2 separate regions of the Mus musculus genome follow, and region 2 is linked to region 1. A link is a contact called in public HiChIP or PLAC-seq data. All regions are on one chromosome and are shown on one strand. Each heading gives the region's core, a stretch centred on a gene start, on an enhancer-like site or on the middle of the called end of the contact. The rest is flanking DNA. Distances are from core to core; before and after follow the strand shown.

Region 1 (6,104 bases), core at 1,161-3,660:
TTTCTCATATGGGGGAATCTACAGGTAAACACAGCCTCCAAGTTCAGTAGAAAAATGTCATCATTAAGAGTATTATATCCAATAAACAGTAAACAGATTTTTTAAAAGAGAAAGAAATTTAGAGAAAAACGAGACATCACTTCCTTGTTACACCCTTTAGTTGAGTTCAAACTTCTCAGAAGAATATGATAACTGCTGGTCAGCTCACCACCTCTGTCTGCCATCTGCTTCTGTCCCCTCCTCTCCTACACTCTCCTCCACGTTGCCCGATTGACACTCATCCTGTCACAGCTGATAGCCCTCACTCACCAGTGTCCTCTCAGGGCCTTGTCACCCACACCCACCCTGCTGCCTCCTCCTCACTCCTGTGCATGTATGTGTGCACTGGGGTCCTTAGGGCATTTTTATACATACTTAGTTCTGGTTTATTCTCATGACTCCCTCAGCTCCCATCGCCCCAGCCCTGGACCCTCTACTCCCTCCCTCCCCCCCCCCCCCCGCACTCGCTCCCTTCCCATTTTCACATGTGTTCCCTACCCTTTCCATCCCTTTAAAGCCTGTTTTCCGCCCCCTGGAGGCCTTTGCTAGTTTTCTGGCCTCTGCTCACGCTCACTTCCACATGAATATACATACGTGACTGTTGGAAGCTAGGATCCACACGTGAGAGAGAACGAATGGTATTTATGTCTCTGGGCTGCCTTGATTAGTATTCTCCATTAACCTGCAAGTTTCATCTCTCTTTACGGCCGAATAAACTTTTATCATCTTCACACAACTCTTGGCTCTTGCACAAACTCATACTGGCCATGACTGTCAAAAGTATAGCCAGGCTGTAACAAAATCTAAGAGTGGCAATGAATACTTTCTGGCATTCAGGTCCTCATGCTTAACCCTGAAAGGGCATCTCTTCTTGGCAGATGCCAAGTTCCACCCATCCTCACTGCTTGCCTGAACTCCAACAGTGGCTCCTAGTCAGCCTCTTTGACTCTTTGCTTGCCCCTCCATCAGTTCTCTGCACCACGGTGATGTGACATGATAGGGCTCCAGTCACAATTAAAAACTAAATACTTAGCAGCTAGGAACACGGCAAGTGTCCCCTCCTCTACCTTTGGGAAAGCCAGGTAGGGTGACAAATATGTACAACCCGGTAGCCCACTCATAGAGGAAAGGACACCGAGAGAGGTGGATCCACGGGACTCACTGGCCAGTCTCTAAAAACAAGATGGAGAAGGAACAAGGAAGTCACACAATGTTGACCTCCCCACACCCCACACCTGCACATGAGCACACATCCCACAAACACAAAGCAAATACTTAAATACTGTATTAAATTTCCATCATTGTGACCAACTTAGGAGAGATTTGGTTGGGCACACAGTTTTTATAGGTCCCATGGTCCACTGCCTTCGGGGTATAGCAAAACCCTTCATCACGGAGGAAGCACATGGTAGAGGAATCCTACTCACTTCAAGGTGTTTGGAAGTACACAGAGATGGGGAGGAGCCCCAGTACAGATCTCTTTCAAAGCCACGCCCTCCATGACCTAACTTCCTTCTGTGAGGCCCCATAGTCAAAGAGTTGTATCACCTCCAGATAATGTCACAGGCTAGAAACCAAGCCTTTACTTAGCACACAGCCTTTGTGGGACATTTTAAGATCCGAACCATAATACACAGTAAGCCTTTCAAATGCTGCCCAGTCCCTGTTACACAACAGACAGTTGACTGGATGAGGTAACACCAGGACACCGCTCTGGCATGGTCATTGAGTCTCAGTGTTCTGACGTTAAGATTCAATGATGAGAGTCAAACATTTGCTTAGTAAGTGTTATGCTTCTGTTTCTTTAGTCACTCTGTACAGAAATAATCTGCTCTGGTTCCCAGGAATGCTTTTCAGGCGATAGAATTTAACTTAAGCTTTTGGTATAGACACATTTAAAAAAAAAAAAAAAAGCCTCATTTTCTTGCACCAAAAGAAAATTTTCTAGGCAATGTGTATTCTTTAAAAGCTCATACAGCTCAGAGAAAGGTGCCATTTTTAGTTCCTGCTTCTGTTATGAGTTTATTTTGCCTTGTATTCAGCAGTTTGCCCAGCCGTTAAAAAAAAAAAAAAAAAAAAAAAAGACAAAAGGTAAAATGATAGAGCAGTTAGAAAAATATGCCTCACTTTACAAAGGAAAACATGTTTATCCTGAACCAAGAGAATTCAGAACAGATTCTGTTCAACAGAAAGACTGATGTACCCTGTAGCACTCTCTAATGTCATTTGATAACCCTGCCATTCACACAGCCAAGCAGCACCGGTGGCATGATGGGGAGGTGGGATGCCGTGCTGCGCAGGAGCTAGCAAGCACAACCCTCCATACCATAGTCCACACGGAGCCTGGGAGGGAGCCCACTGCTGTGGATGGTGCTCTAGGGCACTGTGACAAAGCTCTCTGGGTTTATATCAGCCCCCAGCTCCTATCCATCATGGAAGGGATTCAGGGCAGGAACCCAAAGACTTTGAATCTGAAACTGCTGAGCACCCCGGCTTGCTGCCTCATGGGCTCATGCTCCACTGGCTTTCTTACACAGCCCTGGACTGCCTCTCAGGGAGTGGTGCTGTCTACAGAGGATAGGTCCTCCTCCAGTCAGTTAACTGTCAGGACACGCCCACAGACCAGTCTCATCTGGCTGGGCCCTCCCTCATCTGCACCTCCCTCCTCAAGTGATTCTAGACGTGTGAAGTTGACAGTTGAAGGTGACAGGGACAGCAGGCAGAACAAAGCCCTTGCCATGGCCTAACTCAGCCCCTCATGAGTCTGTGCTTTCTCCGCAGATGAACTCCGGGATAGTGACAGCGTCTGTGACAGTGGTGTGGAGACATCCTTCCGCAAACTCAGCTTTACAGAGTCTCTTACTGGAGACAGCCCACTGCTATCTCTGAACAAAATGCCCCACGGTTATGGGCAGGAAGGACCTATTGAAGGCAAAATTTAGCCTGCTGGCCGTTCCCCCACACTGTGTAAACCAAAGCCCTGACAGTCCATTGCATCGTCCCAAAGGAGGAAGGCAAAGCGAATCCAAAGGTGCTGGAGAATCGCCGGCCTGCAGGGTCACTCGATTTCATTCAAGGCCTTCCGAATTTGGCGTCCTTTCTTGGTTCTGAAATGAAATGTAGTTGCCACGCACAGACGGTGTCTAGCAATCATGGCGCTCGCTCGCTCAGCTGCACTCTATGGCTCAGGTGCAGTGTCTTGAGCTTTCTCTGCTGCTACTGGATCACATTTGCTTTGTGTTGTTACTGCTGTCCCTCCGCTGGGTTCCTGCTGTCATTAAAAGGTGTCGCTGTCCCCACCCGGTGTCCTTTCTAGCCATCTACTGTAAGTTGTGCATTCAAATTAAGATTAAGGAAAAACATATTTTTAAATGAGTACCTTGATGCGCAATAAAAAAAAGACATTTCTTTTTTTAATGTGGTTTATCTGTGATTTAAAAATAAAAAACACATGAACTTACAATATTTAAAACATGCTACAATCAGTGCTGAAAATAGTATTTTCCCCGTTTTATGCATTTTACTATTGTAAATATGTTTTCTAAATCAAATACTTTAAAAGAAGAAATGTTGAATTTATAAATGCTATTTACTTTTTTATTTTACTTTTATAATAAAAGTACAAGCACATTGTTGACCTAATCTTGTCTGATCTCTGCAAATGCTTTCTCAGAGGAGTCCCTGTGACTGTGGGAACAGCCCCACAGCCCGTTTGTCACATCCACATTCTCCTTTAGACACATTTCTTTGAAGCTAGAAATGTTCAAACTGTGGAAATAAAAGTGTTCTAACCCAAGACTGAGGTTCCGACCCAGGCAACATCATCTGGACGCCTAGCATCAACATTCCAATCTCTACACCGTTCCTCTCCAGCGCATGCTGTCTGTGTCTATGAAGGATAACAGACCCCAGCTTCAGCACTTCATCTTCTGGATACGATGTGGCCGTTGCGTTCATAGCTAACTACACAAAACCTGTACAAGATGTGGTCCTTCATCATGTATAGAGAGGGACTGATGAAATACACACACACACACACACACACACACAGACACCACAGCAACTGGCTGTTAATAGTTGCTAGGGGAATGGGAGTCCTTTCTTCAAATGGTATAGCACATACTCCAGTAACTATTCCCTCCCCATGTTCATGCAGGCAGCCCTAATTAAACTTACTCATACACACAAGCACAGAAGCAGGAAAGTAGGAGGCGGAAACGAGAAGGCAGCGGGGTTTGTGGATATGATCTCAGTACATCCTATACATGTTTAAGATCATGAGAAAATATACATTTTAATTAAAAACTAAATTCCAACATATGTAAAAGATTTTCCAGTATGGAGTTTAGTAAGTCTGCATGGCTGAAAGTAGAAAGAGGGAAGATTAATGGCTTGAAAGAGGTCTTAGTTTGGACTCTGGTGTGTGACCAAGGTCATTTAGTGTGTAGTGTAAAGATCAAATCCAAAACCTTCTGGTGAAGTGGCTTGGCAGTTAAGAGCACTGATCTTCCAGAGGACCAGTCAGTAGGTTTAATTCCTAGAACCCCTCACAGCTCACAACCACCTGTAACTTCGGTCCCAGGGAATATGATGCCCTCTTCAGGCTTCTGTGGGCACCAGGCATATAAATGGTGCACAGATATACATGCAGGCAAAACATCCATACACACAGAAAGAAAAAACCAAAAACCTAAGGCCTTGTCATGCCACACAAGTGATCTACTACTGATCCCACGGAAGGGCCTGGAAACCCACCAGCTATTACCTTTGGGAACTGCCTTCACTACAAAGAGCTCTCACCCCCATTTCCATGGTAGTCATATGAATGCCTTTCCCATTGCTGGGACCTTCAGATCCTGGGAGACAGGCTAAAGTGATCTGGGCTATCTCCCTCACACAGCTCAAGGTACCCCAAATAGACATCTTGTATGTCAGTGTCCATATGACAAAATATTCCAAACTTACAATGAAGAAAATGGAGGTCCAGAGAGCGCAACTCAGTTGTGGCTAAGGTGCATCTGCGTTTATATCCAGATACTTAGCGCCTAGGCTTGTGAGTTAGAGAATGATTTTATTGGGACAAAAAAGATGATAATGACTGAATCTATTAGTAGGGATTTGGTATAAGATTAAGTAAAATATCATTAATGAAGAAATGATTAATTATTTAAATATATAATACAAGCTACTTAATAATACTTAAATTATTTAATAAATATTCTAAGTGCCTAATCATCAATTAATCGGAATCCCTTTCTACCAAAAATTCCATATGTATGAAAATTTAAACCATACGAATTTTAGACATACCACCAATCTTAGACAAACACCCTTGACATCGAGAAGGCCCTAATCGAGACTTCATTCTGTGATGTAAAAGCAGAGCAGATTCTACCTCTTAGAATGCATCACAAATGAACAGAAACTGGTTAAACAGCAAATTCTGTTTTCCATTACAGTACCCTCTCTCCACCCTAACACACCCTTATTCTGCGTTGGAAACTTTAAGACAAAACTGTCTTGCTTTGGTGTTTCGTAATACTTCCTGGGACAGCCATGCCACCATGCCCCAGCCAGGACTTTCTATGGCTGTTAGCTGTGCGTCTTAAAACATGGTGCTGAAGCCCTTCCCACAGAGAGACACCATTGTTTCCTGGGTTTAGGCTCCTGAGTCCAGGCCACCTGTGGCAAGGCAGGAACGATGCTGAGTGACTTCCGAAACTAGGTCCGAATTTCTGCCAACCTTCCCGGAACTACCTTCTCCTGGAACTCAGTCACCCTGTTCAGAGGGTGCCAAGCAGCCATGAAGAGAAGGCCAGTACAGGTGTTCAGCCAACAGCCTTAACCGAGGTCCTAGCCAAAGCTTGCCAAGCCGACGGCTGCCAGGTGACCCTGCCTAGCCTTTGGGCTGTCTCAGCAGATGCTGACCATAATAGACATGGGCTGTTCTGCTGTTCTCCTCAAATGACAGATTTGAAAGCAAATTAAATACTAGTGGGGGTTTTAAGCCCTGGGTGTAGAGTGGACACCACCATTCTCCAGGCATTTGAAAAGACAGCTTGCCT
Region 2 (6,104 bases), core at 1,961-4,460, 110 kb before region 1:
CAAGTCAAGTGAAGTCCTTCTGTTTAGCCTTGGCTTTTATGGCTAAGAGCAGTGATTCATTCTAAGCAAAAGGAGGCAGCAGGATGGTCAAAACCAAGTTGTATTCTTTCTAGGAATAAAATAGAACACTCCTGTCTCCTTTTCAGCATGCGTTTTAGCGCTTTCAGTGCTCAGAGTACGGTCTAGTTTGTGACTCCTCTTCAAACTGTATAACTTCTTCCCATTTATGCACTATATGGATTTCAACCTCTGATCTCACTCTCCACACTGTTACCAATGCGGAGTTTCATGATAAGGGAAGTGCGTCTGATTTCACATACTTTAGCAACAAGTTCAATCTGCCTTCACAGTATTGGTGATGGAATTTCCACGTATAAGCATGTTTTCTTTGTTGCCTGATTATGACAAATACTATTTGACACCTTAGAGTGGATGAAATTCTTAGAAATACCCCCCTGAAAGCAGGGGTTGAAAACAGAAAACTTTTGAATATTAAAGCAGGGGTACCAGAAGGATGTAACTGGTTTGGTTGTTCCATGGCAGTGGACTGCAGCCCTCATGTTCTAACCAATGATGCCTATGGACACTATTGCATTCAGAAATGAGCCTTTGCAGACCTCCCTGAGCTAAGAGGTGGTCAGAATGGCTAGTTTCTTAACAAGAGACAAGAGTATGGGCTGGGATGGCTCAGAAGGTAAGAAGACCTATTACTTTTGCTTGAGGACTCACACTGGGTTACCAGCACCCATGCTGGGTGTCTCACACCCACCTGCAATGCTAGCTCCAGGTGAGCTGATGATTTGTCTGGATCACACAGATACCTGTGCCACACAGACACCTGTGCCACATAGACACCTGTGCCACACAGACACCTGTGCCACACAGACACCTGTGCCACATAGAAACCTGTGCCACATAGACACCTGTGCCACACAGACACCTGTGCCACATAGAAACCTGTGCCACATAGAAACCTGTGCCACATAGACACCTGCGCCACATAGACACCTGCACCACACAGACACCTGCACCACACAGACATCTTCACCATACAGATACCTGTGCCACACAGACACCTGCACCATACAGACACCTTCACCACACAGACACCTGTGCCACACAGACACCTGTGCCACACAGACACCTGTGCCACACAGACACCTTTACCACACAGACACCTGCGCCACACAGACACCTTTACCACACAGACACCTGTGCCACACAGACAACTGCGCCACACAGAGATCTGTGCTACACAGGTACCTGCAACGCTTAGACACAGGTGCCTGTGTAGCACAGGCACCTGTAACACTCAGACACACACACACACACACACACACACACACACACACACACACACACACAGAGTGAGAGAGAGAATTTAAAATAAATCTTTTAAATAAAAGAAAGGCAGGTCTCTTTGGATCCAGATGAGAGGAAGCACAGGGAAGGGGTTGACACGATAATGAAGCACGACTGAAATGCTGCAGCCAAGCCTAAGAGGGCAGGCATTGCCGCAGCCACCAGAGGCAGGGGCCAGGCAAAGGATTTCTGTGGAGTGTGGCCTTGGCAACCACATCTGAATGTCAGACCTCTTGCAGCAAGGACTGTGAAGGAACAAATCCCTGACATTGGTTTCTGTTGCCACAGACATAGGAGCCTAGTCTACCTGCTTCCCACACAGGCTTCTGTTTTAGGTATATCCCATGGGATCATTTGGAGCTTGAAGTTTAACTAGATACTTCTTGCTGATGAACAGTCTTCAACTTGTGTTCTAGTAGTATATCCCATTGCCTCTACCTTTGTAACAGTCTTATTTATGTGCCTTTGACAATGGGACTGCCCCACCTTGCAGACTGTAGAGTTTTCCCCATCCCACCTAGTCCTCAGAGGAAAGACAAACACTTTATACTTTGTTGTTTCACCAGAGCTTTCAGGCTTTGTATTTATATCATCAGGGAAAAGAATCATTTTATATACTATATAGCAATGTGCTAAATAGTAACAAGGACACAGTTCTTGCCCTCTCCCCCTCCCCCTCCCTCTGTCCCCCCCACCCCCACTCTCTCTCACAGAGGTCTGTGTTTGTCACTTTCTGTCACTCAGCGCTTGGCTTTGTTAGTTATCCAATGAGTTCCAGGTCCAACTGTCCGCTGAGGTTACAGATACCCCCACCTGCAGGAATGCTAAAGATCCCAACGACCACTCTGTTGAGTCATTTCCCAGGCCCGTAGGTTACAATTTCTAATGTCCCATAAATAATAACAACCATCGTTGTCTTCCATCTATAGGAAGCCTCTGAACTCTAGATGGCAAAACGGTCTCTACAATTTAATGATATAGCTTTAAGGTTGATTACAGGGCTCTTTAAGGTCACTTAAAGACTCTCTAATATACAGTGTGGGGGGGGGCACCTGTGTTTCCCTCAACAACATCCCACTGAGAGGGTTTTTTATAACTTCATAAGTGGAACGCTGAGCGGAGGGTTAAGTACCAAAATAAAACTGCATGCTCACTACCTGATTGATCCCTGGCCTTTCAAAGTTGTATTTCCACTTGAACTCAGTAGTGAGACCCCCGAACTCTAAAATAGGTTTAAGTCAAAACTCACTTGGGAGCTACCTAGCCCCAGGCTGTCATTCCTGGCCCATGGAGGCACTTTGCCCAAAGAATAAAGACGCTCAAATGCTCGCAAACGGTCATCAGTGGGAGGCCTCTCCAGAAAAATAACCTCCCTTGAGCCGGATAAGGATTTATGAGCTGTGAACCAACACTGCGGGTCTCACTGTCGCTCTAATTCCATCCACAGCGATGATCACACAGGCCGGACAATGCGCTGTGGCTGAAATAATCGAGCGGATTGAAGACTTCATCCAGACCCAATATAAATTCATGGTTCTCTGGAGAGAACCTCAGCTACGATCTCGAAATTCCTGTCCGCTCTATGGAGCGATCTGAGTGTAGCCGAGACCCCCAGAGGAGGGAACAAGCAGATGAGATTGACTTTTGTGCCCAGCGCGTGGGGACCAGGCCGGTCTCCCGTGGCCTCCAGCTGTCCGGGCCTGCCCTTGGGCTGCGGGCGCCTCCCGGGGGCGTCGCGGCCGCCGCGGGGCTTGGGGTTCGGGGCGCCGGGTCGGGGCGCGCGGGCTTCCCCCACCCCCGGAGGCGACCCCACCTCCCGCCCCCGCTGTGCGCGCGCGCGTGGGTCCGTCCGTCTGTCTGCTCTCTCTCGACGTCAGTGGGAATTTCCAGCCAGGAAGTGAGAGAGTGAGCGAGAGAGGACGAGAGAGAAGTACCGAGGCGAGCCGGGCAGGAAGAGGAGGTTTCGCCACCCGAGCAGCCCGGCTGCGCGCTGACGGCTTCCCGTGCCCTGCGCGCCCCCGGCCTGCCGCCGCCGCCGCCGCCGCCGCCGCCCTCGGCCTGCTCGCGGGCCGGCTCTAGCAGCGCAGGCCGGAGCTCAGGGCCCCGCCGCGCCCGGCCCGCCCCGCGCTTCTCCGCCCGCGCCGCAGCCATGGCGCGCCGCTGAGCCGCCCGCCCGCCCGCCCGCGCCCCGACCCGGCTCGGGCTCCCGCCGGTCCGCGCCGCTCCGCAGCGGGAGCCCGCAGGCGAGGAGAGGCCGCGCCGCATCTCCAGGGTAAGCCCCGGGGCAGGTAGAGGAACGGAGCCGCCAGCTCTCCGCACCACGGTGCAGCGGGTCCCACTGGCTCGAAGCTCCCGGGGTTCGGGGGGGGACTAGGGGAGAGCCCCAAGCAGGAGTCGCGGATCGAGCGGCCCCGGCTGCGGGGAAAGGGCACATCCGCACTGGGCGGCCCCGAGGCCTTGCGGGCCGGCTGGCGGGGCCCTCGGCGTCTCCGCGGGCGGGAACGGGAAGCGGAGAGGAACTCTTGCAAAGTTTTAGAAAGATGTACCCAAGCCCCTGCGGCGGGGTTGGGGTGGGGTGGTGGCGGCCAGGCTGAGGTCCGCCACCGGCCTAGGACAGATAGAAAGGTGCTTGGTGCAGTGCACAGCCAGATTTCACCAAAGGGCGGTCAGTGAAATGAAAGCAGAAGTGCCTGTCAGTCCTCCTGGCTGGCAAAGCCCTTCCCAGCTCCTAAGAATCAGTCCCTCGGGAGAACCTGGGGCCCACTTACCAATCTGAGATAGACACCCCCCCCTCCCCATACACACACATATCATGCATTCAGCTGCCAAATCTCAACTTTGATTTTCAAAATAATAAGGAGGGCCTCACACCGATTCTCCAGGGCTGGCATTTGAGAGAGAAATTACCTACTAATAGCACCTTTCAGACTTTTGATTACGGGGAAACTCTAGGATAATGGCACCATGTTTTGTGCCTGACCTCCAAAACAGAAAACGATACAAACATGACGCCTCTGCTACATGTAGGCTTCCTTCGGTCTTCTGAGACAGACACCAATCTTGGCTCTGTTTATGGGTCGAGTCTAAAACTTAAGTGGGACAAATGATAAAAAGATTTCATCATCTAGATTTAATCTGTTTTGTTTTTTTAATGAACTTTTAAAAGTAAAGGCCAACACTGCAGCTTTCTAAGTAAGCATATTTAACTAAAATTTTTGTTGTTTTAGGGCTGAGAACAACTTGTGGTGTTTATTAACATTTGATGGCTATGGCATCAAATACTGGGGCTCAGACTGGTGGTTAGTACTAAAGATGGAGATGGTGATAGAGTTGGGTGGCTTTCTAGAGGACTCTTCAGCTGATTGTTCTTGGGTGGCAAAAAAAAAATGCATTAATGTTCGTCAGACCTTAAAAAGAGAAACTTGATTAAAGTAAGGTCCTTGCTGAAGTGGGTTTTTTTCCCCCTGATTTTAATATTGCGCTTTCTAGAGATGGAACCTCTTGCTGTTTGATGCACGAAAAAAATATGTAAATTATTTACATCGAAGTCCTTTGCTTTGCATATGAACTTGAGAGGCCTGGAATTTAAAAAGCTGTGCTTCCTGTTGCATTTAACATTTCTCACCCCACTGGATGACTACAAGAACACACATATTGATGGGAATGTGAACTCGGCAACTCTGGTCCCTGTTGATACTTCTGGGAGTCTCTTGCTAGCTTAGAGAAAATGTCTTCTTGGCTTAAGACACTGAGTAAACTTGAACACAAAAGAAGGCTTCTCTGTACACTTAATGCTGGCACTAAAATACTACACTTGCTGGGAAACGCTAACCACTTCAAAACCAAAAGACTTTTAAAGAAAGTTGTTTAATCCTGTTAAAGGTTGGTGGCACCCTGATTATCTCTGTTATCTCTTATCTCTGTTCAGAAATTCAGTTGCCTCTTGCTTGCCACAGATGGCAATTACCTGAGCTGAGGAGGTTGTAAATGTCCCTGGGTTTGAAAGCCAGTTAGTAAATACTAGAGTATACATACAGAAAACAGTCCTTCCCTTTTGTAAGCACTGCTTTGATCTTTCTGCTTCCATTTTGACTTCTGCCCCTTAAAAGTAGCTCAGCCAGGCTGACTGAGCTGCAGTGAGTTGGAAGGGAGCCGCATCAGATTCACTGGTGCTGTTCCTTTTCATGGTCCTTCCGGTGAATCGAGGCTGAGTGGAGAAGCTAGTATTTCTGTGGGCTGTCTTCACGACTCGCAGACTTCCAGATAACTGATGAAGTAAGCCTCTTCGTTGACGTTCAGGGATTGCTCATTGCGGTAGAGAGGTCTAGAGAAAGACTTGGCAACCACATGGACTGTGGATTATCATTCATTCAATCAGCAAGCCATGGTTTCGCCTAATTTATTTATGAGGTATTCCCCTGCTCTGAAGAGGGGGAGAGTTCTGGCTTCTACGGAGAAGTGACCATTTATAACCTTTAATTAATTTGAGCTTGGGCGAAGAAAATAAAGTCGCTGGCGTTTTAAAATAATAAGCTAAAATAATTATTCCCGAGTTGCTATGTGGATTCATTGCTTAGCCACACTGAGGATCAAACCCGGGGCCTCGTGACTGTTCCATTATACTTCGATATACCTGTAGCCTTGCTGTCAGGATTTTTAGAGAATGTATTCAAAATGCCTTTTCTCCCCCTTCATCTAGCAGAGTGTACTGCTGGATGCCGCGTTCTAGGTCCAGAGCTACT

What was found. HiChIP or PLAC-seq counts read pairs in DNA pulled down with a chosen protein or histone mark.
Region 2: a contact with region 1 is called in an H3K27ac HiChIP or PLAC-seq map of heart atrium, with 5 read pairs. The contact joins the promoter of Nfkb1 here to the enhancer-like site in region 1. A contact is called at or near these places in 6 of 39 promoter capture datasets (the C10 cell line, the HPC-7 cell line, epiblast stem cells and 2 more), 14 of 484 Hi-C or Micro-C datasets (CD4 T cells, the HL-1 cell line, the N1E-115 cell line and 9 more), 11 of 115 datasets of contacts at active chromatin or transcription factors (CD8 T cells, the SCID.adh cell line, bone marrow-derived macrophages and 5 more) and 3 of 9 other capture datasets (adipose tissue, embryonic stem cells and liver).

Annotation. Positions count from the first base shown.
Region 1 is chr3:135,582,232-135,588,335 of GRCm38.p6, reverse strand. It overlaps Nfkb1 (nuclear factor of kappa light polypeptide gene enhancer in B cells 1, p105), which reads left to right. Exons shown (of 25, transcript NM_008689.2): 25 at 2,821-3,681. The coding sequence ends at 2,981. Among named protein-coding and RNA genes, the nearest start is that of Gm46827, 23 kb to the left of the region's middle. Within about 2 kb of position 2,410, at least 77 of the 459 cell types and tissues checked have an H3K27ac peak or open chromatin away from gene starts, as enhancers often do. A contact at or near this core is called in the SCID.adh cell line, adipose tissue, epiblast stem cells and 4 more, where this site is marked.
Region 2 is chr3:135,688,653-135,694,756 of GRCm38.p6, reverse strand. It overlaps Nfkb1 (nuclear factor of kappa light polypeptide gene enhancer in B cells 1, p105), which reads left to right and starts at 3,210. Exons shown (of 25, transcript NM_008689.2): 1 at 3,210-3,634.